3 separate regions of the Mus musculus genome follow, and all the other regions are linked to region 2. Evidence: chromatin contacts called from public HiChIP or PLAC-seq and promoter capture Hi-C data. All regions are on one chromosome and are shown on one strand. The core of a region is the stretch at or near the end of the contact, and the rest is flanking DNA. Distances in the headings are between cores, read along the strand shown.

The links. Promoter capture Hi-C pulls out the DNA fragments that hold promoters and counts their contacts. HiChIP or PLAC-seq counts read pairs in DNA pulled down with a chosen protein or histone mark.
Region 1: a contact with region 2 is called in a promoter capture Hi-C map of trophoblast stem cells, with 2.7 times the contacts expected there. The contact joins the enhancer-like site here to the promoter of Stx18 in region 2. A contact is called at or near these places in 7 of 39 promoter capture datasets (3T3-L1-derived adipocytes, cranial neural crest, frontonasal cranial neural crest and 4 more), 2 of 484 Hi-C or Micro-C datasets (both in nephron progenitors), 4 of 115 datasets of contacts at active chromatin or transcription factors (craniofacial prominence, embryonic stem cells and forebrain) and 2 of 9 other capture datasets (adipose tissue and embryonic tail).
Region 3: an H3K27ac HiChIP or PLAC-seq map of the NIH/3T3 cell line shows a contact between it and region 2, with 3 times the contacts expected there. The contact joins the enhancer-like site here to the promoter of Stx18 in region 2. A contact is called at or near these places in 3 of 39 promoter capture datasets (the 3T3-L1 cell line, hippocampal neurons and liver), 1 of 15 datasets of contacts at CTCF or cohesin (the NIH/3T3 cell line), 3 of 484 Hi-C or Micro-C datasets (the G1E-ER4 cell line, embryonic stem cells and nephron progenitors), 2 of 115 datasets of contacts at active chromatin or transcription factors (the NIH/3T3 cell line and fibro-adipogenic progenitors) and 2 of 9 other capture datasets (adipose tissue and pancreatic islet).

What each region holds. Positions count from the first base shown.
Region 1 is chr5:37,903,525-37,906,224 of GRCm38.p6, forward strand. No RefSeq gene overlaps it. Among named protein-coding and RNA genes, the nearest start is that of Gm20052, 11 kb to the left of the region's middle. Within about 2 kb of position 1,352, at least 5 of the 459 cell types and tissues checked have an H3K27ac peak or open chromatin away from gene starts, as enhancers often do. A contact at or near this core is called in trophoblast stem cells, where this site is marked.
Region 2 is chr5:38,037,979-38,040,750 of GRCm38.p6, forward strand. It overlaps Stx18 (syntaxin 18), which reads left to right and starts at 1,252. Exons shown (of 11, transcript NM_026959.3): 1 at 1,252-1,521. The coding sequence starts at 1,354.
Region 3 is chr5:38,183,679-38,186,378 of GRCm38.p6, forward strand. No RefSeq gene overlaps it. Among named protein-coding and RNA genes, the nearest start is that of Nsg1, 25 kb to the left of the region's middle. Within about 2 kb of position 1,378, at least 9 of the 459 cell types and tissues checked have an H3K27ac peak or open chromatin away from gene starts, as enhancers often do. A contact at or near this core is called in the NIH/3T3 cell line, where this site is marked.

The DNA.
Region 1 (2,700 bases), core at 102-2,601, 130 kb before region 2:
AAAGAGGGGTCGTGGGGGTAGGGTGCAGCTGTCCCATTACTAAAGAACTCTTTCCAAGTCTGGCTTTCACCACATGGGAGGCTGCTGTATGCAGCTGATGCTCGCAGATTTATAAGGTCAGGTTTTATAGGCCTCCAGATCTACACGGTGTCTTACCACATGCTTGTTACAAGTGCATGATGCTGTCCTGCTAAACTGGGCAACTAATATATTATGCTTCATGGTTGCAGCAGACAGGAAGGAAATTCTCCAAGTAAAATATGGTCTCCGGAACTCTGCAGTGTCCCAGTTTCTCAGCCCTGGTTGGGCAGTTCCATAGCCCTGGTCTATGGTTGCTTTTCTCATTTTCATCCTTAACTCCCAAATGGCAGGTGCTGTTCAGTTGATGGGCCCACATGGCATATATGTGTAAGTAGAGACCCTTACTACTTGAGGCAGGAGGAGCTCTGAGGAGAACATTTTCCTAGTTGGAAGGGATCGTGTAGTGCTCCCCAGCCCAGGCCCAAAGGGGACAACACTATGTCACTATAGCATTGACAGGGAGGTTGCTTCAGGCTGTAACCTTTGAGCTGAGGCTGTTTGAACAGAAGAAGTGAAGTGGCCCGGATCAGGATGCCCCTGGCAGTTAAGTATCTGGGTGTCTATCCCCTCAACTCGGGCTTCTCAAACCCTGCACCTCAGAGGACTTCCTGGTATGAACAGGACTCAGCCAGCTCTAGGAAGCAGAGGCAAAGATCCTTCTTGATCATTGAGGGAGGGAATTCGGGGACCTTGTGGATAGAAGAAGGGAATGGAAGGGGCTTTTGACTTCAGCCCTATAAGTCACAGATTCTCAACCTGTGGATCAAGACCCCTTTCACAGGGATTATCTAAGACCATTGGATAACACAGATATTTACATTATAATCCATAACCATAGCAAAATTACAGTTATGAAGTAACAATTTCATCATTGGAGAGTCACCATAACATGAGGAAGTATATTAAAGGGTCACAGCATTAGGAGGGATGAGAGCCACTGATCTCGGTATAGTGATGCCCAGTGGTTATTTCCTAACTCTTCTCTGTGATGGGGGACAGTAGATGGTCCTCAATCCAGAGGCTCTTAATTTACCCATATGTTGAATTAATAAATCAGATACAACACACACACACAAGAAGAGAGTTGGAATGGAGCCTAGTCCCTTCTCAGGGTGAGATGCTGATGTCCTATTAACCTCAGAAAGAAACTTTATCACATGGCTTGCTGTAATAGTGGAGGGACCCACGCTCTTACTGAGGGTGGTGGCCAGCATGAGCCTGCCTGCTTGATTCACAGGGAGGGAGGGAGGAAGAGCAGTTCCTTCACATGACACTAGGGGGTGAGGGGTGTCCATCATCCCCGTTGGGTTCAGCTGGAACGCAGACCTACAGAGTGCTGGAATTAGCCTGCTCCTCTCACCCAGGGTGGAGTTGAACAGATCCAGAGTCAGTCTCTCAACACAGAAGCCAAGCACTGGCCAGGCTGGCCCAACCAGGGATTACAGGATAATCCTGGTACTATGGTCTTCCACAGACAGCAAGATGCTGAGGGAAGAGGCCAGGATCCTGCTTCTTCCTGTGCCTCCAAGTGCCTGGCATGGTGCGAGCCCCTGCAAGGCTATCACCCAAGAGGACATCTGGGTATGAAAGACAGAACAACAGAGGCAAGCCTGGGCCCAGTTCTACATCCTGTCCCTGCTGGGGGCCTGGGCACACCCGACCAGACCTGTAGCCCAACACTAGCCCTATTGTTTTGCAGCTTTTCCCCCCTCCCCACACTCAGTTCTGGAAAGTAAATCCTGTCAGTGACAACATCTTGTCATAATGTCAAAAGAACAGACACACCTGCAGGCCTTCCACCTGTCCTGTAGTATCTCCTGCAGGCAATCGCACCTTACCAACCCTCAGGGCGGGAGTTCTGAGAAACTGTCTCCGTTCACAGAAGGAAGCAATAAATTCTTACTTGACCATCATTACGTGATGGGGCAACAGGTGTGTGGACAGGTTGTGCAACTCACTGAAGGTCACACAGCAATCCCCCCAGGGAACCTGGGATCCATTTCCAGTGAGGTGACTCTCCCGGAAAAAAGGTCACGGATCTCTGTGATCTGCTGTTTGATCCCTGGGACTCACTCCGTAGAAGGAGAGGACTGATTCTTATCCGTTGTCCTCCATCCTCCTCCATCATAGGATGCCATCGTGGGGCTAAGGCTCCTACTAATGACTGTCCCAAGTATCTACAACTTTCCTTCCTCCACTGCAGTCTAGTATCGTGCCCCTCTTCCTGTACCCTAGGGCTGTACTGAGGGCCATGATGGGTAGCTTAGGAAAACATCCTTGAGTCTTTAACGTTCCTGGTTAACAACTGAAGCCCTTCTAGTTGGGGGATGAGAAGCCTCAAGTCTCCTGCTCCTGACTTTGCCTTGTCCAGCACAGGTTCTGAGGCAGTGGCTCCTCCTGTCTGTTTTATATTTAGAGACCAGAATACAGCCAAGTTTACCAACTCAAAACTACTTAGAGATGCACTGTGCCCCCAGGCAGTGCCTCGGAAAGTTGGCTGGTTTACATTTCCATGCTGTGTTCCTCCAAGGCCCTGGTACCCCAGAGAGGAGATCTGTAGGGCAGGGTTCAGCAGAGAGAGTCCCTCGACCTCTCTCCTCACCTAGCTCCTTCCTCAGT
Region 2 (2,772 bases), core at 2-2,501:
ATTATCCCTGAAGCCATAGACACATACACAATAACAACAGTTTCAGCAGATTGTGCTGGCATATCCATGGATACTTACACATATATGCAACAATAATAATTAAAGAAGAAGAAGCTATCAACTTGAGATTGAGTTGGGAGACATGGAAGAAATTGGAGGGAGAGGACTTGAGGAGGCTGGAGGGAGAAAAGGGAAGGAGAGAAAGTGGCATAATTGTATTTTTAATGAAAGGTGCACACAAAAATAAAATGAACCATGAACCAAGTGCTCAGAAAAATTTTACTAGCTGACTTTAGTCAAATTACGTAACTCTGTTCTCCATTTCATTCTTTCTCTTTGATAACTATGATTCAAGAGAGCGCTTTTCAAAAGTGCTTATTGAGGAGGAACCTAACATGATATCATGAAGTTCAGAATGCTTCACTTTCGTCTGGCTCTGATAAGTTCCTGCTCTCCACATCCCCGCTCAGGGATCTCTGCTCTAAGCCTCTTCTACATTATAAGTAAGAAGACTGAGGGCATGGTGGCGCGTGCCTTTAATCCCAGCACTTGGGAGGCAGGGGAAGGCGGATTTCTGAGTTTGAGGCCAGCCTGGTATACTGAGTGAGCTCCAGGACAGTCAAGGCTACACAGAGAAACCCTGTCTCGAAAAACAAAACAAAACAAAACAAAACAAAACAAAACGACTGAGGACAACCATATTATCAACAACGGCAACATCTACTAGCTGTATACTAAGAGTTAAACAGCACGAGGACGTTTTATACACACATTCTGTTTAATTCTCTGTGCATTCCAAGAAAGGCGCTGGCTTCACTTTACCGAACTGGCTGAAGGTTGAAGAAAAAAGGTCTCTGGCCCCTACCTCTGTACACGTACCCTTTCCTAGCTCCTGCAACTCAGATGGTCATAGTTCATTGTTACTCAAGGCGATCCCTTGATGACAAAAGTCAAAAGTGTGATACTCCCCACCTGTCAACCAAACCGCCCGCCCGTCTCCTAAAGAATCATAAGGGGAGCGATCTTTCTAGCTTCCCGATGCTTTCGTTCCTGAAGTCCAGACTGGGAAATCTCCGAGCGTCTGATCCCGCTGAGTTTTGCAGAGAGGAGAAAGGGGTGCCGATGCACTGCGGGTAGCTGTCTGGAACGGAGAATTCCGGCTCTGGGTTAAAGCCGGAACCTTTCTCCACTCTCCGCGTTACACGGGCGGAGTGCGGAACCTTTCTTCTATGCTCACAGTTCCCAGGCGGAGGAGTGCGAAATCGGAACGTCCCTCAGCAACCGAGTTCTTGCCGGGGTCGCTAGCTGCTGACGTGTGCCTGGCCGGCTTCAGGCCCTGGGTTGCGGGTCGCTATGGCGGTGGACATCACACTGCTCTTCCGGGCTAGCGTCAAGACAGTGAAGACGCGGAATAAGGCTCTGGGAGTGGCCGTGGGTGGCGGGGCCGATGGCAGCCGGGACGAGCTGTTCCGCAGAAGCCCTCGGCCCAAGGGAGACTTCTCCAGCCGGGCCCGTGAAGTGGTAAGCTGGTTGCTATGGGAACGGCGGGCGGGAGCTAGGGGCGCATACGCTCCGCGGCCCCTGGACCCCAAACTGGGCCTATCTCTTTAGCTCTCGGTGAAGACAGGGAGTCTCTAGCAAGACAGAGAGTCTGTCTCACCGACCTAACAGCTGGCTCAGGGTGGCGACAGGTTTATTCTCACGAAGGGACGCATATCTGGGCACTGAAGGAAGTAAGTTAGAGGTGCTTGGATATCCTTGAAATCAGGTTATAACCTTCTGAGGCAGTGAGTTCGCCAAGAGTTCCCACAGTCTGACACTTCCTGTCGCAAAGCTCACCACTATCTCCCCTCGCCCTTCCACGAATCTGTTTGGACCTCCTCTTGCTCGTAGGGTTTAATAAAATCCACGCTCAGCTGAACGCTCCTTGATCCTTGCCTCCAGGCATAGGTAGGACTCAGTACCTCCTGAGATTGGTTTAGGACATCACCAGTGTAGGGTAAAAGCTTTTCCCTTCAGAGCGGCAACACTTAAGCAACACTAGTGTTGTAACTGTCCTCTAAACTGCTTCCTGTTCTCTGGACACAACCGGCTTCTGTGTCCCCAACATAGAAATCTTTTCCATAAGGGTAGGAACATGTTGACAGTATTTCTGTATGTGCTACTGACAATATTGCTTAGTAAGTATTCTTTGAATGAATGAATGGTTGAACGAATGAACAATTATTGATTCCACTAAACAGGAAAAAAAAAGATTGTTTGCATTATATCCCTTTGTGTCTATGACACTAGGGTAAATGTTATTTTTGGAGTACCAGGGGGTCATATACAGTCTGCCTGTCTTTTTAAAGACACACACACACACACACACACAATGGCCCAAAGCATTGAAAGGTACAAATCTGGGGGATCTAAACTTTAAGTTTCATTGGTTTTCCAGTAAACTCACCTCTGCTTGGCACATAATCCATTGCTTGATATTTCTCTTTTTGAGGCAGGGTCTTTCCATGTAGACAAGGCTGGCCTTGATCTTACAGAAAGGTGACTGCTTCTGTCTCCCAAGTGCTGAGATTGAAGGCATGGGCCCTCAGACTAGATAATACTCAAATATTACACACACACACACACACACATATATATATGCACAAGTCAATGAATGGCTGTTTACAGATAATGTTGAAGCACAGGAGGTTGTATGAACCAGATAAATGCCCCTCCCTCCAACAGTAAACATCTACCTAGTACTTACTTTCTGACCAGCACTGTTTTAGA
Region 3 (2,700 bases), core at 128-2,627, 150 kb after region 2:
CCCTCAGGGTTGTTGGACCATGGTGGTCCTTGCTGCGGTTCACAGACTTCGTAGCTGGGTGAGACTGTTAGCCCATTCCCTCCTTTGGAAGCTTGCATGACACCTTCTGGTACCATGAAATCTTATCCTCAGAGAGGAAGCCTTTTGGTCAGTTTCAGCTCAGGGGCCTTTGGGCTCTGAAACCTTTTTTTTTTTGGCTGGGGGTGAGGGGGATCTTTGAGGCCGAGTGGTTCTGCTTGGTTTTTATTGTATTTTTTTGTTTGTTTGTTTGTTTGTTTGTTGTTGTTTGGGAATAGGGGAGAATTCAAGACTGGGCTCTATGTAGCCCATTGCTGTCCTAGAACTTTCTGTGTAGACCAGGCTAGCCTCAAACTCATAGAGTTCCACCTGCCTCTGCCTCCTTAGTGCTGGTATTAAAGGTGTACACCGCCACTGTATGGTGAAACACATTTTTATGTTATTTTTTTTAATTTTGTGTGCATGTGCATGGATGAGTGTGTGTAAATGCCAGTATGTGTGTGCATGTGTGCATGCATGCATTCACGCATACATGTGTGAGTGTGAGCATGTAAGTGTAAGCATGTGTGAGTGTGTATATGTGTGCATGTGTGTGTGCATGCGTGCATGTGTGAGTGTGAGCATGTGAGTGTAAGAGTATGTTATCATATCCATCCACAGAAAGCAAACTAGAACAGCTACTAATATCTCAGACTTCCTGCACACTCACTCCATCCCAAGTCCATGAACCTTGAACCAACTCATTAGGCGAACGCAGACTGACTTGGGGCTCTATGTGAAGAACCAATGGTGCCCATTGCTCAGGAAATTCCAAGGTTTTTAAGCAGCTCCAGGAGACACCAGTGCCAAAGAGGCGGCACAGCTTACATTTGAACAGTGCCCACATCTGTCCCAGAGAGTCTCTCTGTCATCCTAGGAGATGACACATCCTTTGATGAGGTTCATTCTAATGAGCAGCTCAAATTCTTTCTTCTTTGCCTAGTTTTGTGCATTTGTGGTCCTGCTGGGCATTCAATTCTGTATCCTTTTTCACAGCATAAGCATTCTTCCAAGTTATTAGGAACCCTTTGAGCATGTTCCTGCCCTGCCGATATGCCATTGTTTATTTAAGCAATCACTTATGGTTAGTCATCTAAGCTATCTCTAATTTGTTTTTAACCACTATTTTTTAGATGCTGCAATAACATCATTATGTGGAAACCTTGGCCATGTCTCTGATTATTTCCTTTGGAGAGATTTTATAAGTGAATCACAGAATCAAATAGGAGCAGCCTTTTGGAAGCAGTTGGGAAATGTGATCAAATTACTTCCCCACAAAATGGAAAAGGATGGCTATTTGTTTATATTTTGGGTTTTGAGTCAGGGTTCATCTGTGTGGCTCAGGTTTTCCTGGAACTTGTGATCCTCCTGCCTCAGACTCTTGACTGCTTAGATGGTTCAAGGGAGCGCTTCCAACATTGACGTGACCACCGCTTTACTGGAAATAGTAAATTTCTGAGCTAGAGAGATGACTCAGCTATTAAGAGCGCATACTTTTCTTGTAGAGGACCCCAGTTCAATCCTCGGTACCCATATCAGATGACCCACAAGTGCCTAAGACTCCAGCATCAGCAGATCTCACTGTCTGGCTTCCAAAGATACCTGCACATAACCCTAAACACATAATTAAAAACAATAAAAGTAAATCTTAAAAATAGTACCTTCCACTCATTTGAAGGTCAGGAAATGACTTTTAGTTTGTTTGTTTGTTTGTTTGTTTGACCATGTGCCCATATTCATGGGTGGTGACACACACCTGTGTGGTGGCCAAAAGTTAAACTCAAGCATCATTCCTTAGAGGTACCATCCACCTAAATTCTTCGGGGACAAAATCTCTCATCGGGGCCTGAAGACAGCTGATGAGCCCAGATATCCTCCTGTCTCTGCCTCCCCAGCACTAGGACACACATATGTCACCAGGACTGGCTTTGTGTGTAGAGTCTGCAGATGGAACTCAGACCCTTGCAGTTACACAGCACGCACTTCACCAGCCGAGCCGTCTCTCAGTCCTAAGAGGTATTGGCTGTATCAGCTGATATTGGCAGGATGTTGAAACTGCTGCAGTCTGTACAAGCAGTAGCATATCTGCCTGTGGGCCATGTCCACAGCCTGCTCGCCACCTCCTAAAAGCACTGCTTCAGCTTGGGGGGCCCTGACACCAACAGGTTAGAGTGCTCACTGGAGGAAGAACAACGAACCAATCAAGAGCACACATCTCTACTTCGCTGAGATCACAGCCTACACTACAGGAGACAGAGTGACAGGCACCATAGGGCCTCCAGTCCTCCCCTATCTGCTTCTTTGGTGCTAAGAGCATATGGTGGAGAATAGGGCGCCCATGCAGCTGTAACCCAATGACTGCCAGGAGCCCCATGTGGCAGCAGATGGGGAAGAGACCTCTCTAGAGCCATTAGCAGGAGCATAGTCACATTGACACCTTGATTTCTGACTTCTGGACTTATAGAACTAATTGTTGTTTTAGGTTACCTGTTGGTGGTGATTTGGTCTGACTGCACAGGCTCGTTGCTCTGGCAGGGAGAATTGGCTACTGGTGTAAAGGCCCTGGGATGCTCCAGCCGTGTGCATTTGAAGGGGTCGGGGTGCACAGGCTTCATCTGAGCTCTGCTGCTCTGTGCTGATGAG